6 separate regions of the Mus musculus genome follow, and all the other regions are linked to region 6. The links are chromatin contacts, called in public Hi-C and HiChIP or PLAC-seq maps. All regions are on one chromosome and are shown on one strand. Each heading gives the region's core, a stretch centred on a gene start, on an enhancer-like site or on the middle of the called end of the contact. The rest is flanking DNA. Distances are from core to core; before and after follow the strand shown.

The links. Hi-C and Micro-C count contacts between places; a contact is called where the count stands out from the background. HiChIP or PLAC-seq counts read pairs in DNA pulled down with a chosen protein or histone mark.
Region 1: an H3K4me3 HiChIP or PLAC-seq map of forebrain shows a contact between it and region 6, with 4 times the contacts expected there. The contact joins the enhancer-like site here to the promoter of Khdrbs3 in region 6. A contact is called at or near these places in 3 of 39 promoter capture datasets (the C10 cell line, the HPC-7 cell line and liver), 1 of 484 Hi-C or Micro-C datasets (olfactory sensory neurons), 2 of 115 datasets of contacts at active chromatin or transcription factors (embryonic forebrain and forebrain) and 3 of 9 other capture datasets (embryonic stem cells, liver and pancreatic islet).
Region 2: a Hi-C map of liver shows a contact between it and region 6, with 2.7 times the contacts expected there. The contact joins the enhancer-like site here to the promoter of Khdrbs3 in region 6. A contact is called at or near these places in 5 of 39 promoter capture datasets (cranial neural crest, embryonic stem cells, hippocampal neurons and 2 more), 2 of 484 Hi-C or Micro-C datasets (liver and nephron progenitors), 3 of 115 datasets of contacts at active chromatin or transcription factors (fibro-adipogenic progenitors, neural tube and stem cell-derived neural progenitor cells) and 1 of 9 other capture datasets (embryonic stem cells).
Region 3: a contact with region 6 is called in a Hi-C map of forebrain, with 3 times the contacts expected there. The contact joins the enhancer-like site here to the promoter of Khdrbs3 in region 6. A contact is called at or near these places in 3 of 39 promoter capture datasets (cranial neural crest, hippocampal neurons and second pharyngeal arch cranial neural crest), 2 of 484 Hi-C or Micro-C datasets (forebrain and ventral hippocampal neurons) and 5 of 115 datasets of contacts at active chromatin or transcription factors (differentiating embryonic stem cells, embryonic forebrain, fibro-adipogenic progenitors and 2 more).
Region 4: an H3K4me3 HiChIP or PLAC-seq map of neural progenitor cells shows a contact between it and region 6, with 14 times the contacts expected there. The contact joins the enhancer-like site here to the promoter of Khdrbs3 in region 6. A contact is called at or near these places in 13 of 39 promoter capture datasets (the C10 cell line, cranial neural crest, embryonic stem cells and 8 more), 3 of 484 Hi-C or Micro-C datasets (common lymphoid progenitors, liver and uterus), 5 of 115 datasets of contacts at active chromatin or transcription factors (fibro-adipogenic progenitors, microglia, neural progenitor cells and 1 more) and 2 of 9 other capture datasets (embryonic stem cells and pancreatic islet).
Region 5: a contact with region 6 is called in an H3K27ac HiChIP or PLAC-seq map of heart atrium, with 6 times the contacts expected there. The contact joins the enhancer-like site here to the promoter of Khdrbs3 in region 6. A contact is called at or near these places in 2 of 39 promoter capture datasets (the 3T3-L1 cell line and hippocampal neurons), 4 of 484 Hi-C or Micro-C datasets (cerebral cortex, forebrain and ventral hippocampal neurons) and 5 of 115 datasets of contacts at active chromatin or transcription factors (differentiating embryonic stem cells, embryonic forebrain, forebrain and 2 more).

What each region holds. Positions count from the first base shown.
Region 1 is chr15:69,243,939-69,248,883 of GRCm38.p6, forward strand. No RefSeq gene overlaps it. Among named protein-coding and RNA genes, the nearest start is that of 4930504C09Rik, 24 kb to the right of the region's middle. Within about 2 kb of position 2,428, at least 30 of the 459 cell types and tissues checked have an H3K27ac peak or open chromatin away from gene starts, as enhancers often do. A contact at or near this core is called in forebrain, where this site is marked.
Region 2 is chr15:69,363,292-69,368,108 of GRCm38.p6, forward strand. No RefSeq gene overlaps it. Among named protein-coding and RNA genes, the nearest start is that of n-TMcat3, 31 kb to the right of the region's middle. Within about 2 kb of position 2,315, at least 3 of the 459 cell types and tissues checked have an H3K27ac peak or open chromatin away from gene starts, as enhancers often do. A contact at or near this core is called in liver, where this site is marked.
Region 3 is chr15:68,494,927-68,499,917 of GRCm38.p6, forward strand. No RefSeq gene overlaps it. Among named protein-coding and RNA genes, the nearest start is that of Mir30d, 160 kb to the left of the region's middle. Within about 2 kb of position 1,730, at least 12 of the 459 cell types and tissues checked have an H3K27ac peak or open chromatin away from gene starts, as enhancers often do. A contact at or near this core is called in forebrain and ventral hippocampal neurons, where this site is marked.
Region 4 is chr15:69,339,892-69,344,973 of GRCm38.p6, forward strand. No RefSeq gene overlaps it. Among named protein-coding and RNA genes, the nearest start is that of n-TMcat3, 54 kb to the right of the region's middle. Within about 2 kb of position 3,085, at least 8 of the 459 cell types and tissues checked have an H3K27ac peak or open chromatin away from gene starts, as enhancers often do. A contact at or near this core is called in neural progenitor cells, where this site is marked.
Region 5 is chr15:68,510,190-68,514,699 of GRCm38.p6, forward strand. No RefSeq gene overlaps it. Among named protein-coding and RNA genes, the nearest start is that of Gm25987, 160 kb to the right of the region's middle. Within about 2 kb of position 2,477, at least 3 of the 459 cell types and tissues checked have an H3K27ac peak or open chromatin away from gene starts, as enhancers often do. A contact at or near this core is called in heart atrium, where this site is marked.
Region 6 is chr15:68,926,853-68,931,823 of GRCm38.p6, forward strand. Khdrbs3 (KH domain containing, RNA binding, signal transduction associated 3) reads left to right here and starts at 1,568. Exons shown (of 9, transcript NM_010158.2): 1 at 1,568-1,981. The coding sequence starts at 1,894.

The DNA of each region.
Region 1 (4,945 bases), core at 1,178-3,677, 320 kb after region 6:
TTTTGACAGGTCTGTCTTGTATGTTATTTGACAGCTTTCCCTTAATGCTTTTAATATTCTCTTTGTTTTTGCACTTGGTGTTTTTACTATTATGTGACAGGAAGAATTTCATTTCCAGTCCAATCTATTCGAAGTTCTTTAGGCTTGTTGTATATTTATGGGCACCTCTTTCTTTAGGTTAAGGAAGTTTTCTTCTACAATTTTGTTGAAAATATTTACTGGCCCTTTAAGTTGGGAATTTTTGCTCTCTTCTACACCTATTATCCTAAGGTTTAGTCTTCTCATTGTGTCCTAAATTTCCTGGATGTTTTAAGTTAGGAACTTTTTGCATTTTGCATTTTCTTTGACTATGTTGTCCATGTTTTCTGTGGTATCTTCTGCATCTGAGATTTTCTCTTCTATCTCTTTTATTCTGTTTATGATGCTTGCATCTATGACTATTAATATCTTTCCTAGATTTTCTATCTCTACGGTTGTCTCCCTTTGGGATTTCTTTAATGTCTTTATGTCCAATTTTAGATCCTGGATGGTTTTGTTCAATTCCTTCACCTGTTTGTTTGTGTTTTTCTGTAATTCTTTAAGGGATTTTTATGTTTCCCCGTTAAGGGCTTCGACCTGCTTACCTGTGTTCTACTGCATTTGTTTAATGGAGTTATTTATGTCTTTCTTAAAGTCTTCTATCACCATCATGAGATGTGATTGTAAATCAGAGTCTTACTTTCTCTATGTCTTGGGGTATCCAGGGCCTGCTGTGGTAGGAGAACTGTGTTTTGATGATGCCAAGTAGCCTTCATTTCTGTTGTTTATGTTCTTGCCCTTGTCTCTTACCATCTGGTTATCTCTAGTGTTAGCTGATCTTGCTATCTCTGAATGTGGCTTGTCCCTCTTTTAAGCCTTTGTGACTGCACTCCTGGGAGACCAGTTCTCTCTGGGAGGAATTTGGGTATGGAGAGTTGTGGCACATGGTCAGCTCTGGGGTGCAAATGAAAACTAGAAGGATCCTGTTCCCAGCTGTTCTTTGGTTCCTGTGTCCTGAGGGTACTGGGATGGTCCCTCTTGAGCCATGTATTTGAGCAGAAGTGGTGGTCTTAAATGTGTTCTCATGTGTGTCAGCACTCCTGGGAGATCAGCTCTCTCTGGGTGGGATTTCCACAGTATCTCTTATACAGTTTTTTTTTCTATATTTTCCACTTGAAATTTAGTTGCATATATAAAACCAAACAGAGTAGAGGCTGGGGTAGACTTCAGTTTCAGAATGTAAAGAGAGGCAATAATCAATGCTTTGGCTCATGCAGGGAGAAAGGACAGGGTTGCTGATTTACTGAGAAAATGAAGAAGACTGTGTTTGTGTCGAATAAGTGAGAGAAAGACCTGTTGGAAATCAGGGAAAACATGTGGAAATAAAAGGTCTTGACAAACCTGCTAAGGGCCTTGTTTCAGTTAAGGTATGATGAAATCATTTGCTGACTATACTGTTGCCTGCTAGGTGGGATCCTCATCCCTGAGGTGTCTAAGTTACATGAAGCTATGTGCAGATCCCTGACAAAAAGATATTTAAGTGAGGATGCTTTTGTTTTCGGTGATGGAACCATCAAACATGGTCATATGGCAGGATGGTGGGAACAGATTATGGCTGTGATGGCAGCAATGTGGGTCTGAGCACAGGAAGCAGAGAAAGGGCTGTTGTGTTGTCCTTTGTTTGTTTGTTTTTTCCTTTTTTCCCCTTTGATTCAGCCCAAGACTCCAGCCCATGTAAGGGTGCAACCTTGTTCAGAGAAGAATTCCACTTGTCAGTTAATCTTCCCAATAAATATCCTCAGAGATACACCCAACAAGTCCCTCACTAATAACCTAGGTTTTTCTCAACCCAGTGAAGTTGACAGTTCAAGTTACCACTCCACTGGGGTAATGACAGATGAAGATTATGTGGCTCCTGGGCTTGGAGTAGACAGTTCTCCTGGGGTTCAAAAGACAAGAAACTGAAAAGTTGGCTGTGATTATTTTGAACACCATGAGAAAGGAAAGTCTGAATAGCTGGATATCACAATAGTGGTCACACCATGGTTCTGTGATACATCTAGAGATATATTCACCCCTTTGCAGACTGAGAAGTCAGGCCTTATCTGACTTTTAGCTTGAGCTGGCTCTCTGATACAAGATGGTAGACAAAATGCCAGCAGCAATGGCCACATTCCAACCTGTTCTCTCTCTCTCTCTCTCTCTCTCTCTCTCTCTCTCTCTCTCTCTCTCTCTCTCTGTCTCTGTCTTCTCACCATAGAGATACAAAATAACCTCTTAATTTGCCCTATCTGTCAGGAAAGAGGGAAGAGGGTGGTATCTCTGGCAAATTTCTATGTCCTGCAGTGCCCAGGCCTTAGTGTCTTTTTTCTCTTCCATCTCCCTTTGCCCCTGACATGCTGCCAGGCAGTTGCTTAGCAACTTCTCCAGCAAGACTGCGCATCCTGGCATAAATTGCTGTTATGCACGAGAGAGATTTCTCTCTCCCCTCTTTCCTGCATTTTAAGCAAAGAGACATCCTAAAATAGGGCAATTTCCCCCTTTGTCTCCTCCCCAACCCAACAACCTCTTTTTTTTTTGACAGACAACTTCTGTGTAAATGTTGAAATCTGTGTTGTCTGTCAGCAGCAGTCAATCTGAAAACTTTACTGAAGAGAACATATATTTAGTAACAAGTGACAAAGACAGGAAGATATTGAGATGTCAATTATTCTAGTGAGTTAGTACAAAAGCGGGGCATTTAAATCAAATACTGCAGGGAGTGAGAAGGCAAAAGAACTGGGCTTGGTGTATAGAGCCTTGTGTTTTAAACAGTGTGGGGCTATGTTTTGTTTAACTCCATCTGTTGCCAAGGATGTCCACAGTGTCAGCCTAACCTCAAGAGTATGTGTGAGAGTATTCATGCTGCTTAATTGATGCAGACTCTGGATTACTGCAGGATATGTAAGCAGAGATGTTTCATTTGAGTCTCAGCTTGGTGGATTTTCATATTTGGATGTGGAAATGGATGTTCCATTTGCTAAATTTTGGAGCAGCTCTGAATGAGTTATTAGATAGCTTAAACCTCAGCCTAACACTTGAAGACCTTCAGAATGTACTCTTATGCACCTGTTCTTCCTCCATCATAGTCTAGAGACTCAGTGTCTGTTTCTGTCTTCACTCTCCCTGCCTTCATCATAGTATAAGGCCTTGCCTTCTTCCACTTTGCTTCTACATGCTCAGCCCTGGATAGACCTTGCTTATTGAACTTATCTAGTGTTCTCTCTAAAATGTTTGGCAGTAGCTCTCAACTTGAAATTTGGACTCTGGTGGATATTGGAAATGCCCACAGTATCTTTGGTTTTCACAACTGAGATGAGAGTGTTGCTGAGACCCAAGGAATCAAGACCAGAATTTTGCCAAACATGATGTGCCTAGTTCACATCTTTATAGCAGAATATGATGTAGCCTCAATTGTCAACAGCAATGAGAATGTGAATCCTATTCTGCAGTCTTTGCCTGGGGGTAGAGAACCCAACCTGCTGAGTTACCTTTGTACCCTGTTGGCCAGCAGATCATTCTTTACTGAGTAAATGCCTGAATAAGACATGACTATACAACATGTTTAAGCCAATATTTCCTTTTCTACTTATTGAAACCAAACACTCTGCCAACAGTTCAGTTGATACATGTTGATGGTTTTTTTTTTCCCTGAAGAAGATGTCCATTCACCTCAGATAGGGCAGATGGTGACGGACCAAAGAAACAGTTCCACACAAGAATCACATAGTGAACTAATGAATTGCTAAACCTGCTTCCAAAGGCATGGATAAGGGATTGCTTACAGTATTACAGGTTTCTCAAAACAGATATATCACTGGAAAACTCTATTCTGGCATGGGCACTGACTTCATGGATTCCATCCTTCAGTTAATCTTTTAACTCTTTGTATAGTTCAACACTTTACCTGGTCACATGAAATTGGGAGAAAAGATTAATGACCAGAAATCTGGGTGAGGGTCTTGTGATTCTTACCATTATTTTAATAGCTTCCTTACATTGTTTTCTCTTTTTCCTCTGCTTCCTCCTCCTTCTGAGATTTATTTATTTTTATGTCTGCAGGTACTCTACCTGCATCTATAACTGCATGCTAGAAGAGGACATCAGATCACATTATAGATGGCTGTTAGCCACTGTATGGTTGCTGAGAGCTTAACTCAGGACCACTGGGAGAGCAGTCAGTGCCCTTAATCAGTGATCCATCTCTCCAGCATCCTGTTTTCTTCTTTTTATGAGGAACACAGGCCAAAGTTATTTGCAGGAAAAAAAGATATGGCCTTGTTGACAAAGTCATGCGAGATTTGTTCTGGATACCAGGTAGGAATAGAATTTATTAGTGAGATGATGCAATATTAATTGACTAGGCAAAAAGGTCTAATGGTTTTTTGTTTGTTTGTTTTTTTTTTTTTTTTTTTTTAGGTTTAGCTGATCTAATGTCTGTTAAGTTCTTTTTTGCATCTCTTAGGTAAGCCACCTGATTACACTGGCCTCTTATACCTGTTCTCCACTCTCTCTGATGATAAATGATCTCAAGATTGGTGATTCCTTATGCCATGACCTCAGGAGGAACACAACAGCCCATGAGTCAAAATACCCTCATATCTTGATCAGTAGGTGGAATTGTGTCATGAATATGCCAGATAGAGAATGACATACTTTTGTCCTTACACAGTGTCATAGCTATTGAATGGAAACAAATTCACAAACTTTGTTGGTTTTGTTGAGTCGAATTTTCCAAGTAGTCCTAATTTCCCTTGACAGCAGGCTGGGATGGACACAAGTTCTCTTATTCATCTTAATTACTAATATTAACTCTTGCATCACATATTACATTTTGCCTAGCAAATACATGTATACATATGTGTGTGCTAAAGAGTGAAAGGGTTAA
Region 2 (4,817 bases), core at 1,065-3,564, 440 kb after region 6:
AATTGAATATGATCAAAATAACATTGTAAGGGAGTCTCAAAGAACTAATGCAAATAAACAAAATACTTTATTTACATTTATAAAACGAAGAAACTAACAACAGCAAGGTAATTCTTTGCACTATTGGAGTGTCCAGTACTTATTGCATGCCACCAGGGCACAATGGCAGTGGTTTGCATTGCTCTATTTCAGGCTATGCACTAAGTGCAGTTTTGAATTGCCTTTGTATGCTTTCTGCTACCAAAACAAAACAACAGATTGGGTAACATACAAAGAAAATAATTGCTGAGAAGTCCAAGAGCATGGTAGTAGCATATGGAGAGAGTTTTCATGTATGTTCCAGAAATATGAAGGGCAAGAAAAGCTAAATGCAAGATATCAAAGAGGGATGAACAGCCTTCCATAGCAAATCCATTCTTGCAATAACTACCTTATTCTTGTAATAGGAGATTTAGTGTTGTAATCAGGGTCTTCATGTACTGATTACCTGCTAGCATTCCTCATGCCACTGTAGTATTAGTGACTATGTTTCTAATACATAGACTTTAGAGGGGATATTCAAAGTGTCATTTATTCAAAGCATCATTTACTCATAGTGAGATGAATCTGGATTTATATAAAATTTTCTCTATCAATATGGAACAGTATGTGAAAAGGTTAGATAAGGACACTTGGAATGATCCAAGGTTGGACTGATATTTAGCTGTAATACAGCTTTCTTCTTTTCCATTTATATTTGTAGTCTATACAAACAGAATCTTTATTATAAAAAATGAGGTGCCGGTGGTTGTAGCTTTGATGAATTATAAAACGCATCTCCCATGTTCTTTTATTTCTTAAACACCTCTTCCAACCTCTCTATATTCACCATTGCACAGAATTGTTCCTATCCCAGCAGGGCTGGAAATTTACTTCTTCTTTATACATGTACCTGCATTTGGAGACTTAAGTACTTGTACTTAGTCCTGATGCACTGGTTTGAAAGATGAGTGCTGGGCTCCAGAGGAATAAGAAGAGGCAGCAGGGTGCTAGAGAGTCACTTACATGTGTGAGGACACTTGGCTGCATGAGGTTACCCAGCATTGACCCTGGGCAGTCTCACAGACATTCTAAACGTTTGCTGCTCCACAGTAAGTACTGGTTGATTATATGACATTATCTCTGAGGTCCCATTGAGACTCAACTTTCTTTGGCTCCAGGGAAGCAGAAGATGTTAGTTGTTTTTTTCCTCAAACTCCAACTTCATGTTCATATTGCTTACTGAACATAAAGTGCCCAAGGCTTACTAGTGTACCAGGTGCAGTTCTCCATCCTGTAAATAAGAAAGCAGCACCCAGACCTGCCTCTCACAATCCTTTTTACTTTTAATCTCATGATGTCTTACAAGATAGGCTACTATCTTTGTTCTCTTATTATGGATTCCTCCTCCAGCTTGGGATACAAGTACATTGACATTGGCATTTCATGAATATTTTTTTCTGGTGTTTCAGCATCTATCTCTTTTGATTGCAGAAGAGCTGGTATCTTCCTCTTGAGGTGACTGTGTGCTCTAAATTGCTGAACATTCTGAGTCTAACAAGCTTAATCCTGCATGTTGAAGACATGTGGTTAGGCAGAGAATGGGAAAGCACATGTATCCCATTGTCTAAATCTTTAGGGGCTGCCTTACAAAGACAGCCAGTCAACTAAATTCCAGATACAGCAGGCAGTCCTTTTTTTTTTTTCCCCTAATTTCTTCACTTTATATTCCAGTAACAGCAGCTCTCCCCAAATCCTCTTCACATTCAAATTCTTTCCTCCCCTTCTCCCATGAGAAAGGGGACTGGGTATCACTTTCCCTCCCCATGATATCAAGTTACTAAGGGATTAGAAGAATCCTCTCCAACTGAGGCCAGACAAGGTAGCCCAGTTAGGGGATGGGAATCCACAGGCAAGCAACAGATTCAGGCACAGGTCCTGGGCCTACATCCATCTTAATCTCTCTCTCTCTCTCCTTCTCTCTCTCCTTCTCTCTCTCTCCTTCTTCCCGCCCTCTCTCTCTTTGGTGGATCAGTCTCTAGGAGTCCACAGGAGTCCAGGTTCGTTGACTCTGTTGGTCTTCCTGTGGAGTCCTTGTCTGATTCAAGTCCTTCAATCCCCCAATGCTTCCACAAGACTCTCTGAGCTTCATCTAATGTTTGGCTGTGGGTCTCTGCATGCTTCCATTAGCTGCTGAGTGAAGTTACTCAGAGAACAGTTACACTAGGCTCCTGTCTGCAAGTATAACTGAGTATCATTAATAGTGTCAGATACTGGTTTTTGCCCATGGGATGGGTCTCAATACAGGTCAGTCATTGGTTGGCCATTCCCTCTGTCTCTGCTCTTTGATCCTTGCATGCCTTGTAAACAGGGCACATTTTGGGTCAAAGGTTTTGTGGGTAGATTGCTGTCTATATTCTTCTACTGAGAGTCCTGTCTGGCTACAGGAAGTGGCTATTTCAGAATCCATATCCCTCACTACTAGGAGTCTCAGCTAGATTTGCCCCCATAGACACCCTGGGGTCTCTCCCCAAGTCCCATGTCTCTGGCATGTTCTAGAGATAACCCCCTCCTATTGCTGATTTAAATTCTTTCTTCCCTGGTCTCCCTACACCTGATCTGCCTTACTCCATCCAGTTCCCCTCTCCATTCTTTCTTCCCCATTCCATACACCTGTGATATCTATTTTTATTTCTTCTTTTGAGAAATATTCAAGCATCACCACTTGGACCCTGCTTATTATTTAGGTTTTTTTTGGTGTGTGTGTGTGTGTGTGTGTGTGTGTGTGTGTGTGTGTGTGGTTTGTAGCATGGTTATCTTATACTTTATGGCTGGCTACTATCCACTTATAAGAGAGTACATATCATGTATGGCCTTTTGGGTCTATTATCTCACTCAGGATGATCTTTTCTAGTTCCATCCAGTTACCTGTAAAATTCATGACATTCTTTTTTTTTTTTTTTTTTTTTGAAGAAACGTTCAATGTCCTTAAACATCAGGGAAATGCAAATCAAAACTCCTTTGATATTCTACCTTACCCTACCAGAATGGCTAAGATCAAATACTCAAAGGGTAGCACATGCCGATGATGATGAGGAACAATGGAAACTTCCATTGCTGATGGGAATATGAAATTGTTCAACCCCTCTGGAAATCAATTTGGAGGTGTCTCAGAAAATTGGGAATAGTTCTACTTCTAGAAATAGCTATACCACTCCTGGGCATATACCCAAAAGATGCTCTACCATCCAACAAAGAAAACTTGCTCACCTATGTTCATAGCAGCTTTAGTTGTAATTGCCAGAACCTGGAGACAACCTAGATGCCCCTCAACTGAAGTATGGATGCAGAAACGTGATTCATTTACACAAGGGAATATTACTCAACTGCCAAAAACAAAGCAGTGTTCTTGGGTGGGATAGTAAAGGGCTCTGGGTCCTAAAGGACTTTGCTATATTATTAGCTCCCTAATTTCCGTTTTCACCCTACACCACTCTTCATATTCCTGCTGTCTCCACAGAGTTCCCTTTTGGAGTCCTGCTGCTCCTTCTTTCCCCCTTCCAATCTCCATGAATCTTTCTTGTCATCTTTATTACTTCCAATGGGCCTCTGACTACTTCGGAAAGGAATTTAATCTCTGTATCCTCTATCAGTCATGCATTTTAAGTGGGGCTGGACTTCATGGAGATATGTCCATTTGTGTTGAAGCCTATCCTCTGGCCAAGGAAATCTACAAAGCCCCATTTTAATTCTATTTACCATATATAATTTTGTTGTCTCTACTTAAAAGCAAAGAGGTTTAAATAATATTGTAAGTTCCCCTCTTGCATTTTCACTATGTATACATTTAAAACTGAATTAATTGATGTCTAAAATCTGCAGTAGCTTGCCGTAAGTTCTTCCATTAGCAATAACAGAACAGAATTGGAACCAATACAAACTTTTCAGAGGTGACTGGATGTTCTTTCTCTGTTATAACTCAGAGTGGAAAGTGAGATTCCATGATTGTTTTTGAGTAATCCAGAATGTTTTGCAGAGTTAAAGATAACATCTTAAAGGACAGCAAACAAAACCAGATGGAATTCTCTACCCACTACAGGATCATGAGCAGAAAGCAATGATACTTCTATGCTGATCAGTGTGTTCGTTAGGCTGGAGTTGAGATGCCACCTGGACTTCCAAGAATGGAGAAGATATGAGAGCAAGAAGTGTGCAGGAGGGTTCCCCTAGGGAAGCCTGAATAGACGGGTCTATGAAACTGCAGAGTATAAGACTTGGAGAAATTTATCTTCTGCTAATTTAGGAGAAAACTGATATAAAATCACAGTTACACAGCTATTTCTGATAGAACTAAGAAATCAGAATGGTGTCTAGGATTATGTAGGATTATCCTCACCAAATTATTTTTATTTATACAATCTGTATAGTAGCTATAAATATCCATATTTTCACAAATGTGGGAATGATATCTTACAGGAGTAAATTAAAACTAATACATTAGTATTCTCCTAAAATTAAAATTATATATTTTTCAAAAATTGAAAAGGGTGTGTGTGTTTGTGTGTGTGTAAGTGAGAGAGGGAGGAAAGGAGAGGGAGAGGGAGAGGGAGAGAGAGAGTAGATACAGGGAAGGGAAATCACATGCCACAGTGCAAGTATAGAGGTCAATGATGGAGTTCATTCTCTATCCACCTTTATGTGGGTCTCTAGGCTTGTAAGTCAAGCATCTTTACCTTCTAAGACATCTTGCCAGTTTTCATAATATATACTTATTTTTGCCTTCATCATATCTCTATAGA
Region 3 (4,991 bases), core at 480-2,979, 430 kb before region 6:
AATGAAAGGATTGAACAGAGGAATTTAGGCCTCCCCACATCTTGGATTTTATGATTTAACTATCATACAAAAGTGAAAAAAGTTAATATTAATTACAAGCCTAAACATTATCTTTCTTCTGCTTTAAAGGGGATCAGAGAGCAGGGTGTGACAGCACATATCCCTATTCCCAAGATCTGAAAGGCTGAGTCAGAAGGAATCTCAGTTTTGACGCCCCTCAGTTATGGAATGAAACCATATTTCAACAAATAGCAACAAACCAGTCAATTAAAATAATTAGTGTGAGTATAAGGGAACTAAATTTTGATACAGTGCATTCATTTTTTCTCTGGGAGAGTTCATTTGTGTAGGACAAACATTTGACCCCGACGAAAATCCTCTCCTTGTTCTACACTCTCACTTTAGGTTTAGAAAATAGTTCTGACAAATTATTATTGATGAGGCTAAGCCTGGGGTTTCTGGAACAAAAGACCAACTCGAGGTATAAGCACTCAGCCTACAGGAGACAAAGAGGCGGTGCTCTAAAGAGAATTCTAGCACATCCTCTGATTTTCAAAATTAGCCATGAGATCTTCTCTTTTCTCTTTTTCCTGGGGAGATTATTACAGGGGTAGCAATGAATAGTCCTCAGAAACTTCCCTTTTCTTCCTTTTCCCTTTGTTTTGATGGTAAAAAAATAGCAATGCTGGGCACAGGCACTTTAGATATCCCAGTTTGGGGGCACCCTCTGAAACACCATAGTTAGGGGGTCAATCAAGTTTACTCCGACTCTCTGCACCAGAGCTGATCAAGGTCGCCCTTGTTCACCCAAGGTCACAGAGTTCCAGAACAGCTTGTCTGATGGTTTTATGGTCCATGATGAACAGATGCCTGATGTTTCCTTTGATCTTCCTCATGGGCAGTTCCAACATAAGTGATTTGGATTGCCTAGTGGTCAAGGTCGTTACACTCACCAGTCCCTTGCTTTGCTAGAGTGTTGGTGACTCAGCAGCTTGCTTTTGGTCCATGGCTACCTTTGAGCACTGCATACTTACTCTTTTAGTTTTTGTATCCACTTCTATTTTGGGAGGGATTTGGTGTTTCTTCTTTACTTCAACATCTTTATGCAAATGTATCTGTCTTTGGAAAAAAAAAACAGCCTTTTCCCTCTATTTAAAAAATGTAGTACATTACTTGTGGTAGAAATGACCAAGAATTATTTTAAATTATAATATGGATATTATTAGATACATACAATATATGTACCACCTTCCAACTTGTTTTTCCTATGAATATGTGTGTGTGTGTATATATACATATATATATGTATATATATATGTATACACACACACACACACATATATAAAAACTACATATATAACTATACACAATCTCTTGTTGTATTTGTTTTCTGGGTTTTTACTTAACTTGTGAGCATCTCTCGGGTTATTTTTCTGAAAGGACTTAGATTGCTGCAACTGGGTGGATAGGTCTGCATCATTTAGCACATCTATTTATCATGCTCATAGTTTTTGATTTTTCATGGACGATGCTGCCATAGATGCTTTTGGACAATTATTTGGATTCACATCTCTGACTTTTTGAGCTGGCAGAAGTCATAAAGACTTAGCATGTGGGAATGAAAGTGGCATTTACTCAGAACCAAATCCTGGCAGCTCCTTGTCTCTGCTCTCTCCCTTATGCTCGGCTCTTGGGAAAAGTCCCAAGCTATTTGGCAAAGTACTTAAAGCCTTGCACAATGTGGTCCTTTCCAAGATATCTGGATTCCTCCTCCTCCTCCTCAGCATCCTCATATCTCTCTGGGAGCAGCTCCTTGCCCTGTGCTTTTTCACACTTTCCTACTTCAGCTCACTGACTCCCAGGCTCCAAGCATTCAGATAGCACCTTCACAATTTTGTCCCTTTTATTGGACACCTGCACCACTATTCAGTGCATGTTTATTTTTAAAAATCTTACTTCAAAAGAAAATTTTAATTTAGCAACAATAGGTGTGAGAGGATATAGGTCTGATTTTTTTTTTGTGTATGTGTGCGTGAGTATGCAAGTGTGTATGTGTGTGCATGTCTGCTTTTTAAGTCACATGAAAAACATTAATAAGTATTAACATAAAAAAATAAAACTTGAACATGTTTCTTCTACCATGTACAATGATCTGCTGTGGCCAAACTTCCTGTGTGAAGGAATTCTACATTTGCCCCTCTTTCCACAAAGACTAGCTCCCCTTATCTTTTTGATTCTGAAATGGCTTCCTGATGATGCCCTCAGTTGTTTTCTTGGGGGATCTCATTGCCCTGTGGTACCCCTGCTGAGGTCCTGAAGATCCAGAGAACAGCTTTCAGCATGGTCAGGAGCACATGCAGGGTGGGGGCTATGTCAAAGGATGTGTCTTATTGGAAGCAGTCCTGAGCTGAGTTTAGAAAATATGTATTCATTATGAAAGAAGGCAGTAAATACATGACGAACACAAGTAGCAATGTAACAGGAGTGTGGTGCAAGCCATATCAGTGACTACATTAAAACACTCATATAGAAAGCAGAGACAGTGAGGCTAGTTACAAAACGAAACAGAATCTAACCCTGTGATGTCTTGAGAAGAGCCTCTTCAGATGCAAAGCACAGGATGAAAGTTAAACAGTGGAAAGATGCACCATCCGACAGTCATCACAAGAGAGGTGGAGTGGCTCTAATAGCATCAGGCAAAATAAAAAAACCTAAATTAATGTGTGCGGAGTTTAAATGAAAAGCTGTAATGTGTCAATTTGCAATCTCAGGCTGAGAGGAAGGAATAGGATGGAGGCAATGCTTGAGAGGACAATGGCTGAGAATTCCCCTGTACTGACAAAGGAAATGTGTCTCGAGACATGGGGGATCTCAAGCAAGAGAAAATAACATAACCACAGCTAAGGCAAAGCTTAATAAAAGCAGAATGCCAAAGTTAGAGAAAAGATTAAAAAGGCACAGGGGAGAAATGAACACAGTTCACAAAAAAAAAAAATAGCATTTACTCCAAAGGCCACATTTCTCAGTAGCAACAACACAGTGTAGAGACCCATGGCAGCAAGCCCCTCTAGGACAGTACATGGAATCTATTTCAAGAAAATGACTGATCTTGAACCACTGTTCAAGAAAGAGTGTGTTTCAAGCATCACAACCAAAGAGTTTTCTAAAAAAGATTTCCTCATTTTGTATATGTGAGTACTGTCTTTAGACATATCAGGAGAAGGCATCAGATCACATTAAAGATGGTTGTAAGCCACCCTCTAGGTGCTGGGAATAGAACTCATGAGCTCTGGAAGAGCAGCTAGTGCTCTTGACTGCTGAGCCATCTCTCCCTCCCAGAGGAGGACATTTTCATAGAGATGAAACTTAGGGAATGCCCCAATGACCCATATTGCACCAAAAGTTCTTGAATTGTGAGATGGTAAGTATGTCCTGTGAATATGTTTGACCTACTACGGCAGAATGTAAGAGGATGTTAGTATTGTGTATAGCCTCCAAGCCAGGACATGGAAATGTTAATTTGAATTAAAAATTTTAAAAAATGTAAATGATCAAAGAAAAAGACAAAAAAAAGATACAAAGCGACAAGGTCAATGGGCACAAAGTACCATGATAGAGTCAAATACAAATGTATAAGCTAGTGGGGTGGATATAACTGGAAAAATACTAAAGAACAAAGATGGTAATGCATGACTTAAAAGTCCACTGCTCCTGTATTCATGTACACCTCAAACATAAAGCAATGGGAAGAATGAAAGAAAAATGCCCCGAGTTATATTCCTGGAAATTTCTAACAAAATCTGCCCTGCTATTTAATAGTAGACACAATATAAGGTGAAAACTAGTTAGACATGAAGGGTTTCCCTTTACAAAGGAATAACTTTCTATTCCTATGGATATAGATAGAGCCAATTAAACTTTTATGCATCTAATTATACAGCCTCAATATATTCAAACCAAGATTGACAGAACTGGAAGGAAAAGATAATTCCAGCATCACAGGAGATTTTTTTAAAAACATTTTTCTCTCAATAATTAATAACATAAATAACCAAATAATCAGGAAGGCCAAAGGAGATTTGGACAGTTCAATTATTCATCTTCATCTCAAAGAGAGACCTAGAGAATTTCACCCAACCATTGTGAAGTTATCACTTTTTAATCATACAAGGAACACGTGTGAAATTGACCACATATTGAACCACAAAACAAGATTGGCATTCTGATACTGGACAGCCTGAAGACCATGTACTCCAGTTTCAATGAGACTACGTAGAGATTACCAATAGCCAAACTAACCAAACCTTACATGTTCAAAAAGTCTGCTCTTCCAGAGGCCCTGGGTTCAATTCTCAGCACCCACATGGTGGCTCACAACCATTTGTAATGCGATCAGATGCCCTCTTCTGTGTATTTCAAGAGAGTAATAGTGTACTCCACATACATAAAGTATATAAATAAATAAATAACTCAACATCTCATTTTAATACAGTGTAAGAGTCAAAGGAGGAGTATTTAGGGTGAGATGAAAATATTCAACCAATCATATGGGGGATACATCCAAATGTTTCCTTAGAGGGAGAAATTTTAGCTTAAAATGTTTGTATTAGTAAACTACAAATGCTGAAATTTAGCAGAGATTTATATTGAAGAAGTCAGAGAAGGAATCAGATACACCAGACAGATAAATAGAGTGGAGTATTAATGACAGAAACATAAGCTGAATGACAGAGAGCAAACCCAGAGTCACATCGACAAACCCAAATTGGATGTCTTTGTGGCATGAGTGTTTAGGAAGGAAAAAGAAAGTTATATATTTAGCTGGGAATGGTGGTGCAAACCCGAATCCTAGCACTCAGGAGGATGGGGCAGTGTAATGAGCTCAAGACCAGAGATAAAGGGAGACCTGTGTGCTTCTGTCTCTCTTCTCTCTCTCTCTCTCTCTCTCTCTCTCTCTCTCTCTCTCTCTCTCTCTCTCTCTCTCTCTCCCC
Region 4 (5,082 bases), core at 1,835-4,334, 410 kb after region 6:
CATTTTAAGGTCCTGCCTCCATCAATTTTGATTATAATGGTCTGATAAATACTTTGTGTCTCATCAAATTTAAAAACCTGAATTAATTATTTTTAAAATATATTATTTTTATTAATTTGATATATGCATACAATACATTTTGATTATATAATGCCTCTTTTTAACTCCTCCTAGATCCAACAGTCCTCCATCTCAACTTCTTTCCTGCTTTTGAAATAATATTCCAACTCCAATTTGAACTATCCATATTCTCAAGCGTGTGGGGCTTTTCATTCGAGCATGATCCAACCTTCAGTGGTCACACCCCTAAGAAAAACAGACTCTTCCTTTCCCAGTAGTCATCAGCTGCCAACAGCTCCTCAGTTCTTGACAGTGCTAGAAGTTTGACTGGCTTGATCCTGTGCAGATCTTATACAGGCAAACACAGATGCTAAGAGTTCGTGGGTGCAATGGTCATGTCATGTCCTGACTTCTGCCTCTTCTTCCATGATGGTGCCTTAGTGTCAGGGAATGTGAGTGCTCTACAGGTGCTCACTCATTCGCTATACTGTGACCAGTTGTGAGTTGCTTTGAACCACTCTCAATTGGGCAAAGAAACTTAGCTTTTGAGGTCTGAGAGCTGTTATCTTCCATGAGTATGGCGTAAGAAATCAGAGGGTAGTTTGAGATTCCTACTTACTTCTAAAGTTTGGAGTTTGGATCCATTGCTGCTTTACTGTAGCAAGTTTCATATATATTCACGTTCCCACTTATTCATAGCCTTTGTAAGTCTACAAGTTCTGCCACTGTAGCATTGAAATGCCATGATTATCTTAGATTTCTTAACATTGGCATATGGAGGTATCCAAGAAATATTTGTTGACAGTGTGATAAACATTAAAAGGGTCACACTTCTCTGATATCTCAATGAAGTTACCATGGAATTTTCACATTGAAGTTGTTGAGAGTGCTTTTGGGTTCCATATTACATTTGATAGAGAAACACATCTCTCAATTGCTTCTGAATTTTCAGCATAGCTTAATCAAACAAAGGACCCCATAAAAGTTCTTTTGGTAGAAGTTGCTTTATTTTCCTTATCTGAATTCTATTCTTTTGATTTCCCTCTACAGAGATAAACAGCTCATACATATAAAGCCGAAAGTTGTGGAACCGTGCACGCCATACATCAGTGGGTTTGCAATGAAAATATTGTGGTTTTGTCCTGGGTCTATTATTCACTAAAGACATTAGAATTGGGAGGATAGTTTTAAATGGGTAGCTGTCATGAAACTGCAATGTATGATTTATCTTAATTAGGAGTTTCTATTGCTGTGATGAAACATCATGACCAAAGCCAACTAGGGGAGGAAAAGGTTCATTCATCTTTCATTTCTAGATTACAGTTCATCATTAAAGAAAGTCAGGAACGTAGGCAGAGCAGGAATCGAGAGGGAGCAGCTGATACAGAGGTCATGGAGGAATGCTGTTTATTGGCTTGCTCTCCATTGTTTGCTCGGCCTGCTATTTTTTAAAAAAACCAGGACCACTAGTCAAAGGATGGCCTCATCCACAATAGTTGGACTCTCCCCTGTCGATCACTAATTACAGCCTGACATTATTGAGGCACTTTCTTTCTTCCTTCCTTTCTTTCTTCCTTTCTTTCTTCCTTCCTTCTTTCTTTCCTTCCTTCCTTTCTTTCCTTTTTTTCTTTTTTCTTTTTATTTTGGTTTTTGAATTTTTTGGGGACAGGGCTTCTCTGTATAGCTCTGGTTGTCCTGGAACTCACTCTGCAGACCAGACTGGCCTCAAACCCAGAAATCCACCTGCCTCTGCCTCTCAAGTGCTGGGATTAAAGGCATGTGCCACCACTATCTGGTGAGGCAGTTTCTTAATTGAGGTTCTTTCTTATGAGATGACTTTATCTGTGTCAAGTTGAAATAAATCTATCCAGCACTGGCTCTTTTAGCCAATGTCATCTTATATCCCCAGTAGTAAGCAAATAAGTAGAAAGAGATAATCATTTTAGGACATTAGAAAAGAACATTGAACAAGAATTCCAGCTCTCTTTGTATATTATGTATGCTTATGAACCATATGAAGTAACTGCCACTCTCCAAGCCTCAGGTTCTTTAACTACAAAACATTAATGATCCTCTTCTGTCCTATGCCTTCTGTAAGGGAATTGAGAAAGATAATAGCATGAGATGGTAAAATACATTGTCTCGTCTCTGAATCTAGACTGTGTTAGTGCTCAGCTTCTCTAGTAACTACTTGTGGCCTCAACAATTGACATGACTTTTTGTATCTCTGTTCTCTCATTGAGACATAAAAGAAATAGCAATGCCTAGAGTAGCAGATTCCTGTAGGACTTAAAGGTGTTTATTTTAGGGAATTTCTTAATTCGGAGACAGCATGGAGTAACTTGACCAAAATAAGTTATTATTTGCTGTTATTGCTATTCAATTAAATGAGTATTTCATTTGAATTATTATTATTACTAATATGTCACAATTTTAGACTATAGACTATACAGTAGCTGACTTTGTCAGCTACCAACTAACAAACACAAGGGTTTTGAATTGTTGCTGATTAGAATAGGTACATTCAACACAATAAAATTGGCCCAGCAGTTATTTGAAATCTTTAACAATTCACCATCATTTTCCATAAACAGTGTTATCTTGGGATTAGGAGACCCTTACTGTTCCCCCTTACTTCTCTGCTGTTATTTACTGAAAGACATTAACTATGACTTATTTTTTCAGAACCTCATTGGCAAATTGCTACATCTTTTCTCCTTATACAGAAGGGCTCATGCCTGAGTTACAGGAAGAGGCCAAACAAATATTTAATAAATTCTAGGTACATCCCCTGCACAAGGTATGTGCTCCAAAAAATTTGTGTAAACAAAGTACCACATAAGAATAATCTATATTATTCTCTTAGACTCTGACTTCTGAAGAAGCCATTGTACTCATGCAGTAGAGGCAGCTGTGGTTTTTTGAATAGCTGGAAAATTTGGCCAAAGGAAGCCACAGCAGGGAGCTGGAATGAGCAAGCCATGAATGAACAGAAGTGTGAATAAGCTATTCAGTGGTGAGGGCTTTTCGACAGCAGACTATCTGGACTGATGTGTTAGCTTCCTAATGGCTCTGGCTTCTACTGTGGTTTTCATAGGCCAACTGGAATACCTAGCAAAGAGTGGGTTTCTGGATTACAGCAGACAGTGTTTTCAACATTTAATTGACAAAGGTGAATAAGATGGTTTTAGGATCGTTGACACAGGTGTGACCAGTGTAAATTCAGATTATTTAGATCATCCTTTCATTATACAAAGTAGTGGGTGGATGGACTACCAACCAAAAACTTATCCTGGCAGGTCAGTTGGCTAACAAAAATCATGCTATGCCTCTAATTCCTTTGTTCATATGCAATTCACAGAACACATGGTATATTCCTGGTCTGGGTCTGGATGTTAGGTAGAGAAAGGTGAGCAATGAGTCTCTGCTTCTTGAGAGGTGTCAAAAGCAAGCAGGTGAGAATACATGCTCTTAATTATCTTCATTACCTGGAATTATATTTACATCATACTTGTCCTCAAAATGTTTGCTTGCTTGTAATATTGGACATCCATCCTTACAAGAATTGTGTGTGTGTTTTTAGGGCACTAGAAAATGCTTCTCCTTCTCATCAGGATTTCCCATTACATGGCTTGTTGACACAGATAGTTATCCCTGTATAAATTGGTTCAAATAGCTCATTTTTAGTTAAAGCAGTGGTTCTTAACCTGTGGGTTGCAATCCCATTGGGGGGGGAGGAGTCACATATCGACTATCTTACATATCAGATATTTACATTAAGCTTTATAAACGGTAGCAAAATTATAGTTTCAAAGTAGTAACAAAATGTTATGGCTGGGGGCCGCCGCAGCATGAGGAAAGGTATTAAAGCGACACAGCATTGGGACGATTCAGAACCAGTGAGTTAAAGGAAGCTCTAGTAAGGCTTAGGAGGTCTGAAGGTGTGATCAGGCTGTTCCTTCATTGTAGAGTCATACTTCAACTGCGTTACATCATCGGTTAGGTCACTGTGTCCCTGTTGCTAGCATTTCTAGATTATAAGAACCATGGCTTTTCTCGAGTAATCGCTGTAGGATTTTTGTGTTTATAGTGCTCGTGTTACCAGCCCAGACTTCTGTCCTATATTGCCTTTGCATACCCTATTCTTACTCAGACTTTCATAAGGCTCTTCTCCTCCTGTCTCTGCTGTCTGCTTCTTGTTGAAACATATTATAGAGACTTACTGTAAGACATGAAGGCATTGATTTTGGCAATGTTCTAAGTATACAACTAACATGGAATAAAGATATGAAAATATTAGATGCTATTATTGCTAGCCAAAATATTAGGTACTATTATTGCTATTCAATTAAATTAGTATTACATTTAAGTTAAGTAAAGCATTGCTACTATTAATATGCTTATATTTATAGACTGTGGGGGTAAAGTGGGGTTTGCCAGCTGCCAAGTATTATGCACAGAAGGGTTCAGTAATTCAATGAAAATAAAGTTATACTATCTGGAAGGCTGTCTGATGATAGTAAAGGAAAAGAGAGAGAAAGGATGGGAAAATCCAGGGGAATGAAAACTTTGTCATGGAAATCAGAGTTGATGGATCAAACAGTAGTATGTGAGAATTCACTATTCAGATAACATATAAATGAGAGCAGGATCACGAGATAAATGCATTTTTAAGGAAGAAACAATATATGCTGTATACCAGAGAAAACAAGAAAGAGAAAAAGCCATCCTACTATGGAATGACATTGGTAAAAATTTAACTAAGGCATAAACAGTTTATATAATAAAGATGTTATTGATCTACCTGATAGTTGAAAGAAAGGAAGGCCCACTAAAAAGTTATTCCAAGAATGCAAAGATGGTTTACTATCAAAAAAAGGAAAAAAACCTTTTCTATGGAATATTTTAATTTGTTAATAGTTTTTAATGTCTTCTGGAAATGAGCTTACCCTGTACATAGAGGTCATCATTTTCCTCTGACCCTGATTCCATCCCGTTACACACTCTACTTCTGTGCTCTTT
Region 5 (4,510 bases), core at 1,227-3,726, 420 kb before region 6:
GATCCTTTGGAGCTGGAGTTACATGTCACCGTGAGCTACCCATGTCACCAAATATATTAGGAATGGAGTCCTCTGTAAGAGCAGTATGTGCTCTTAACCACTGAGCTATCACCCCAGACCCTTCTCTTAGCAACTTTTATATTCCAGGTTAAGAGAACTTACTGAAAGAAGACTATAACTTACAGGTAGTTTGGTTGAATATCCAAGGTTACCAGACCTATTTAAAAAACTGTTTTCTGTCTCCTCTTACTGACCTCTTATTTCTCATGCATGGCTTTCATCTACTGACGATGAGCTATGAAGCAACAATTATGTTATGTTCTCCATGCTCCTCTTGATCCACGTCTCTCTAATCTGTCCTTGGTTTTGCAGGGTGTGATTACTAAACACAAGAACATTGCTTATAATCAAATTTCTGCATGAGCTCCTCATCTTTCAATTCTTGCTGGCATCTAAACCAAGAATCCATAGAACACTGCCTTCAGTTTGGGTACAGTTCTCCTCTCTGCTTAGTTAGCATGCTTATCACCTTGGTAACCTTCAGGAGGGCACTTCTCTCTTCCCTGAATACCATATTAAATATGGCCCATAATCCCCATTGCTTCTGTTGGTGGCTGTTCTTGAATTTTAAGGGTTGACATTTTTTGTCTCATGGAATTTTGTGAAGCTGCCATCTCCCTTCTCAGCTCTGAATTGCCTAGCAAGGCAAGGAACCCCTCTACCTTCCATTAAGTCTCTTCTCAGGATCTCCAGGTCCTCTGAGTCACAGACCATCCTGGCTAAGTCTTAGATTTGAGAAGGCTAAGGGCTACTTTCATAAAAAGTATGGAAGGTAGATACCCATACTAACACTAACACATCAATCAGGATTCTTTCTGGAATAAATATGCAGGCTGACTTAAAGATAAACAAATGTCCAACTACTATGGTTTAAATGTATGATGTCCCCCATAAGATCATTAATAAAATGCTAGTCACAAGACTAGGGATCTATTTTTGGTGGTTCTGGAAACATAGGCAGTAGAGCTGAGGTGGAGGCAGTAGTTCACAAGAACTAGGACCTTGGAGACTGGAGATGTATTATTTAGTAGTGCCTCCTGTCTTGAGCCCTGCATCCTAGATGGTCACAAAGGGCACATCTCTCCTCCACTGCATGTTCTTGACACAATAATGTCCTGTCCAAATTTATGGGGCAAGAGAAATAGTGAGGCAAAAGAAATCCTGCCCGAGTTCTTTCTGTCAAGTGACTTGTCAGAGAGATGACAAAAGGAACTAATTGATAACATAAAATCATGTCAAAAATTTAAGATGGCATCAAAACAAACTCTAAAACCCAAGCCTAAAGCAACATATAGAAAAGAATAACTACTACTAAAAGAAATTTCATTATTTAGAAAAGAATGAAAAGGAGAAGGATAGTGAGACATGAGGGAATACACTCAAAGGGCATAATATACTTGCATAAAAATGACCTTGTGTAGCTCTGTATAATAATAATAACCAACAATGGCCATAAAGAGCCGCTACTCTTTTCTCATTAGTCTGCTCTGGATTGACAAAGGAATGTCTCTGAGTTTGGGGCTTCTGACTCTCCCATGATATCTGTCAAGCTACCCTCCTGGAAAGACTTAGACATCTAGCTATTTCTGAGCTATGTGGAACACCTTTGAAAGGGCCACATGAGTAGATGATGGGAAAGGAACTTGGTACTTGCTCCTCCTGGTCCCCTCCTTTCATTGGTCACAAGTTACCTGGCAGGAAGAGTTAATATTCTCATCTTCCTTGCTCATCATAAACTGCCACAATAATAGTCTGTAGCCTGAAGCCTGGTGGGCCTATGTGTGAAGCCAGTGAGGGTAAGGAAGCCATGTTTCTAGTGCTGTAGTGATCACAGGTTCTGCATATAATTGGAAGCCATGGTGCAAGACATTGGGCCAGGTGTTGCTGGGTCATGCTAAGTCACATAGGAAACACTATGAGGGAGTCTAATGTGCCTTTAAGGACTCCATTGAACAGAAATACATAAGCTTGGTATGGCAAGAAGAATTGGTATAAGTTATAGGCAATAAATGACTTTTCAGTTTACTTGCTTTATGACTTTGACTACAATTCTAAGCCTCTCTGTGCACTGGATTTCTCATGAATGAAACAAGAGTGATCACTAGGTGTGCCCTTGCAGAATTTCTAGTTAAGCTCTCCTGAGCTTTATGTAGGTATAAAACTTATCTCTCTTAGTACTTTCTCTGTCCCTTGTTTTGCATATCTTTGGAGTAAAGTAAGCTAGAGATTCAGGCTAACCAGGAAAGAGTTAACAAAGGGTAATGGCCATCCAAGGTCATGGGCAGTTTTCCTTCTGCTGGAATTGTAATAGTCCAGGTTAAATATAGCCATGGAAGACTTCCATCTAATGCTGGTCAACTGCAAATATTTAGCACATCCTGGAGTGGAAGAAAATTGTCACCAATCACCAGCCGTCACCAGCAGCAACTCTAAAGAAAGCTGAGGGCAAAATTCAGTGGTGTCAACATTCTCCGTTGGCACCTGTAATGACCAAGGCTTGCCTGGAGCTCCAGCTGACTGTGTGTTTAAAGGTGACTGTTTATGAGGCTGGTGGGTCTTTCAGAGTCTTTCATCCTTTGATTTTTCGCTAAACTAGGATTCCAGAGAAAATTTTGGGTAAGCAATTATTTAAAGCAACATACACACACACACAACAAAACGAAACAAAACCCTAAAGTCATTGTCTGAATATAAAGTACTCACCCCTCACCAGCCACACATTTTTATATGTATCTCTCTTGCCTTCACAACACCTTATGAAGTGAGCTCTAATTTGTCCTCATTTTAGATAAGGCTCTTGAAGGTCACAGAGATTGAAATCCCAGCTAACATTGACACACTCAGATTACAGAATACAAGCTTTTGATCATGTTTTGAGTCTATGTTTGGCTCTAATCTTGGAAGAGGGAGAGGAAACATTGTACGATCCGGAGGGTATGGAGATATCTAGCAAAATGTTTTCTTGTGGATATGATCTGACCACTGTACCCATGATCTCAGTACAGTTGTGGATCTCTATGCAAGACCTACACGAGATTTATTCCAATATGGGGGAGGAGCTATCAAGTCCCACTTCCCTCTGGGAGATTATTGGCTTTTTTTGTTTGCTTGCTTCTGTTTTGTTTTATTTTGTTGTTGTTGCTGGGCAAAGAGATACCGTTTTCTTCATTGGTGTAGACAAGTATGGGTTTCTCATGCTTCAGTAAATAACCTTCGCCTCACATTTGTGCAAGCAATTCTAATTAAACTCAGTAGGTCACATGCAGGAAGGAGACACGAAAGAAGGTGGGAGACTGGCTAAGAAGTAGAAGGATCTCAACAGGAGAGAGCGGAGGATGAGGAGAGTAAGGGGTAAAAAGGACTAAAATTCATTATTTACAAGTATGGAATTGTTAAAGAACAAAAAGGGGGGACCCCCCCCTTGACTCTGAGACAATTTATCAATGGAATATTATGCCTGTGATGTAGGCTGCTAAGCTCTTGGGAGCAAAGGAGGGAGTGATTAGGCTTTAGCCAACAAGGTTCTTGGCAAACAGAGATATCTGGCCACTCAAGAAGCACAGGTAAGTCCACAGAAAGCCAGAGGAGTCAGACTTGATCTTTTTTTCTCCTTTTCATACATCATCTGGAGTTAGACATAGGTCATCATGATCTGCCTCTTACCCAAATTGTGATTGTCATATATGTGAAGAATGGATGTAAACTGTAAAGCATTGTGATAGTGATATTTATTAGCCTTAATGACATACTGAGCACAGTCACAGCACTTTCTCATATGTTATCTCATTTAATCTTTGTGACAATAAACCACCTGTTATTCTTACCTCATTTTTCAGATAATGAAACCAAGGCCAGGACAAAATAAGTGGGTAAAGGGGGTAGTAGCACCAGTCTAAGCACAGGATTTTCTGTGAGAATATGTGGTGTGTAGACTGTATAATTGTTCCTTGTTGCCTGAGGCCGTCGGGGCTTACTATAAAGCAGAGAACTTATTAGATGTTGGATCTTCCATGGCCAATCTAGGACCTAATTCCATGGAGCCTCATTTCCCTGCTGTGACTTGTTTCCACCAACATGCCACTGTCCATTTCTTATTTCCTGGGAGCTGTCATGCATGAGCCTGAGGGATGGCTTTGGGGTCACAGCATCATCAGGAGGCTTCTGGCATTGGTGTGAACAGCTGTAGGGTTCATGCTGGGGAAGTAGCCCTAGATTTTTGGACAGGGCCATTGGGATTAGAAGGTTGTCCACAGTTCTGATCCCTCACTTACAATGCTTGTGGGCTTGCAACTCATGCTTCTTCCCTGAGCCTAAGACTCGGGATGATTTACCTTCACACATTTTAGGCCATAGCTGTAAAAACTATATATGAACTTTGACTTCATAATTCTTTTTCTGAGAGTTAACCTGAAGGGGATAGTCTAGGTGGTTTTCTTTGAGGGAAGACAGG
Region 6 (4,971 bases), core at 318-2,817:
AAGAACTATGTTATGTCAGGGACTGCTGACATAACATAGTTCTTGGGGGGCCAGATGTGAGGCTCAGACTTGGGCCACACTGCATGGCCAGACCGGCATGGGGCTCAGGGTCAGAAGCAGGATCTACCCTTATGAGCTTGCTCTGCTGGGGTTGTGCTCTGTCTTCAGCATCAAGGAGCACACAGATGGTGTTGCCTGCTGCCTTTCGAAGCTTCTGCCTCAGAAAGCAGCCATGCGAGGGAGACTGCCACAGAACAGTCTGGCTTTCATTTTGTGCCTGGTGATTGTGAAATAGTACATCCTTATGAGGTTCCTAAGAAATAATCTTTTCTCATCTCCATAGGATAGATGAAGAGACTGAGGCACAAATGACCTAAGTTTGCTAAAAGGTCAGAACTAGTTAACCACTGTATTTTACTGCCACTTGCCAGTTCTGACTAAAGAGAGACAAGGGGGAGGTTGTTGTCGGGGACGCTACAGTAGTACCTAACCTGCAACCAAGTCCACACAAGGCTGGAAAAGGGATCAGGTGCTTGGGGGATTCCTTCAGCACACTGTTCTGGCGCTCTCTCCACATCCGTCCCTGACAACAGGTGTTAGAGACCTCTCCCTCAGACAAAATTTGCTGTTCCCCAAGATAGCCCTAGGCTAGTGAAAGCGGAGTTGTAGTTCTGTGAAGGGCTTTAGAGTACAGGGAGAGGAAAAAAACGAAGCAATTAAGGTTTTTCTAGGGAAGTCTTGAGCACTGTCAAGGGACTCTGGTTATCGAGGTTGGGGTTATGATATCCTCTGAACAGGGACTCAGGAGTCCTTGGTCTAGTGTGAGACATTTATTCCACACACCTCAGAGGATCTAAAAGGAGCCTAGGAGAGCATTTGCTGGGGTCTGGTTGCCTGTCGGAGGGCGACAGAAGACATCACCACCATGCGTGGTGTGGTAGGTTCCCTACTGGAGACAGTTTAGAGAGACTCATTCATCCACGTCCAGACACCACCATATAAGGAGAAGGGCAACACGGAGCAAGTCTCGGAAGACAAAGACAGTCTGAAGGGCAGGCGCTTTTATGTAACCGACTTCTGCGCCAAGGGTCTCAGGAGGCTGGCGTTTTAAGTCCTGCCCGGCGGTATTTTCGTACAAATAGCAGCGGACAGCAAAGCGACCTAAGTTGGGCAAGTTCGTGGTGCTTTGGCAAACCAGGAGTCTGGTCGCACTGCCTGTTCCCAGAGCCTGGCAGTATGAACCTGGGCTCCAAAGGCTCTGCCCTTGTCCCTTCTGGCTAGGACGGGTGACCTTGGACGCGCCACTTGACCCATGAGCCTCAGTTTCCCAGACTGCACATACAAGGCAATGCTGGACAGCTTACAGACGCTCATCGGGGAGCCCTGGATGGAGACCCCTGATCTAGGGACCGGAAGCGCCCCTACAATGTCCCCGCTGCGGGCCCGCGCAGTCCCAGTGCCCCCACGAGGCGGCGCGCGCCGGGCGGTCAGCATAGCGCGCAGGCGCGGCGGGCGGGGCGGGGAGGGCGCGGGGCACTGCGCGGCGGCTCAGAGCGCGCGGGGTGGCGCGCGGGGCGGGTCGTGGCAGAGCAAGGCATCGTCGCAGCCGGCGAGCAAGACTGGCCAGCGCTCCTCGGCTTTCCAGCCCGCTCTCTTCGCTCATCCCGCCGCCTTGCAGCCCGCGGCCCGCAGCGCGGTGATCTGGGGCTCCACGGGGCCGGGCTGAGCGGCCGCCGCCCGCCCCGAGCCGCCGCCGCCGCCCGGCCGCCCGCCCGGCTTAGCCGCCGAGGCGCCTGGCGGGGTCCGCGCCGCCGGGGGCGGGCGGCTCGGGCTGCGGGGCGGCTGGCGCGCGCGCGCCGCGGGGCGGAGAAGCGGGCCCGGCGGCCGGCGAGCATGGAGGAGAAGTACCTGCCGGAGCTGATGGCGGAGAAGGACTCTCTGGACCCCTCCTTCACGCACGCCCTGCGCTTGGTGAACCGAGGTGAGCTCGGCGGCCGTTAACGGCACCCGCGTAGCCGGCTCCGGAGAGGAGGGAGGAGGCCCGACATCAGCAAGGGACTGGAGTCTCTTCCTTGGGGACCCTGGTGGACCCAGGGGAAACTTCTGGGAGGAGGACAGAGAGCGTGTAGGAGCCTGTGTCTGGACTGGTCCTGGATGAGTCCACCAGAGAGAAAGAGAGTGGGACGCCCTGGGACCTGGGGTGTTTGGGGTATCTAAGGAGCTGCAAGAAAGCGCATCAGGGATAAGGATGGGCTTGGGCGAATCTGCTGCGCAGGAGGTGAAGGGAACAGGTGCTTGGTTTGTTAGTGAAGTTTGGGGACCTTGGAAGAGGTTTAGGGTCAGATCCTCCAAGCACGATAGAGGGGAGGACTCCAGCGGCCCCGAGGGAGGAGCCCAGCTTCTCTCCCACGGTTTTTCTGTGTGTGCCTAGGCGGCCGCCGGCTGGGCAGTTTGCTGTTCCTGGGGGCGGGCACTCATGCCAGCCTGGCAGGCAGGCGGCCCTTGAAGGTCTCAGTTTGGTAGAGGAGGCCCGCCAGAGAGCCAGTTCTTGCTCGCTCTTTTCTCTTCTTGAGACAAGCTGGTCGGGTGACCCTCATTGGTGTCAGGCTTAGGGTTGAACACATTGCCAAACGATCCACCCGCCTGTGCCATTTTTCACACTCCTCCAACCAGCGCGGGTGGTAAAAGGAACCGGGAAGTGCCAAGGACAGGGACACTGGGGTTTATGGAGGCACGCCTACCCAGGACAGTATTCTTCAGGTTTACTTCTCCTCTGGCTTCCTGAATCATCTGTTGGGATGGAAGGTAAATGAAGCCTGCCTTTACCGGATCTATCTGCGACACCCGGGTCCAGCATGGTTCATGTTTCAGAGGAAGATGGTCTGGGAACCTCTGGTTCTTTTTTTTTTTTTTTTTCACCCCTCTCCTTTTCCATACTTCTTTTTAAGGGATATGACAGAAACATTATCTGGTCAGATCTGTAACCATTTTTATGAATCACTTTGTCTAGTGGATCCTATTGGGGGTATGCTGTTCACAGCGCTGGTCCTGACTCTTATTGTTGGGAGAGAAAGATGAGGCAGACATATTCTATTTGTGTGTAGACACCTATGTTTTAGAACCACGACCTCTGTTACTTGCCTATTGTAGACAGTTGTCAGGATTAGGCTGTTGTCCTCCTGTGGGGGTGGTGTGGAGAGAATTACTTTCTCCAAGAAGTGAAGCTTCTTTGAACAGAAATATGCTTGCCAGCCTCTCCCGTTAATGGTTAGTGGCATGCTTATTTTGATTTCTTTAATATACCGGAGCTTGTGAAAAAAGTCATGGGCGTTGTTCAGTCTTAAATTAGTGGAAAGGAATTTTAAGTTTTGCTGCCCGGTCCTTCTGAGCAGTCTTGTAGTTAGGTCCCTGCAGTTAGGTTTGTACTACCCACTCCCGATCTTTATGTCTAGCTTTGGCTTCTTGCTGGGCTCTCATCTCTGTAAGAAATTTCTTTGTACAACGTGTGAGATCAGCGGATTAGAAATGGTCAGAACCAAGTACGTTTTTTCCGGGTGAAGAGACCAAGTCAAACTTGGGTCGGACTCCCAAGTTTGAGACTGGTTTCAAAGGGTAAGGAGTTCTTTTAAAAGTCTGGGTTGTTTTCCTGTGTCGTGTTGTCGTACCGTGTGCTGTTCAGATGCTCACAGTTCCATCGGTTCCTGTGTCTGCTGGCGTTAGTAGTGGCTCCATTCCTTGAACCAGACACTGTGGGAGGTGGTTTTTGTTTTTTTGTTTTTTTGTTTTTTTTTGGCTTGTTTGGCTTTGAACTCGGTTGCCTTGCTTTTCATCCGGACTGTAATTCTTGTAAGAAGTACATTTCTTAACGGCGAAGGATGCTCTGCTGCCAGAGTGCTTCTGTTACTGTGAGCTTTTGCATCACTTGAGATGGAGCCTGATACCCAGAACACGGTGCTCTGTCATTTGAAATATTAATTATGGTCGGTTACGTAACTCCAACATTACAAGGGCTTTAAAAAAAAAACTATCAAACTATCAGGTCTGAAGTCAGCATTTGGGTGATTTTTGGTAAAGTTTTATTTGAAATCTGATAGCCACCCCTTTTCCTGGTTATATGACAGCATGTTATTTACTACAAAGAAAGTCTTTTTAGAGGTTATGCTGGAATCTCCCACAGGTGGGGATGGTCGATACTGAGATGATTTTTTACTATGGTGTGGCATGCGAGAGAGACTCCGCAGCTAATGTCCCCAGAGCTCACGGTCCTTAGGGTTTTGCACAGGATTTACAAAGTTTCCACGGCACTTGAAGACTTGCTGTCTAGTTCCATCCTCACAGTTCCAGCCCCGGATGCAAGACAATCAGTGCTTTCCCAGAGGTTGCTGGGACCCCTGCTGCATGTCAGCCTGTAGGTACTGAGAATTAATTTGAACCCACATCTTCTGTCTTGAAAGACATTCTTCTTTCTACATGTGACTTTCCCCCAAGAGATGAAATGAACTCTTCTGGTATGTCCATTTAAACTACCGTTGAAATCAGTACAGTGAATATGATTGTCCCTGGTTAGTTTAATGTAAGAGAGGGAATTACTATGTCCCTTAGAAGGATTGATGCTGCTGTAGGAGACAGGGGGCTCTTTCTGCATTTTGAAGAAGCAGACCTCCATTGTAGACTTCTGAAGGATTTAATTCCCAGGCCAAGGCACCTGTGAATTAAAGCCCTCCCATGACCAGTATTTTAGTTTAGTAATCAGCACCGTACAATAATGAGACAGATTATAAATGAGACGTAGTTATTTCAGAATGCGGTATTCATAAACATCGATCAGCGTCCTGGTTGAGTTATCACTGTTGCTACAGTCTTTAAGTAAGGACTGGTGCAGGCAGCCATCAGGTGAGACCTCTGCCAATGCAGGTACTCGGCTGCCTTTTGTCCAGGCCGGTGGCTCATGGTGGGCACGAGTTACCGAGT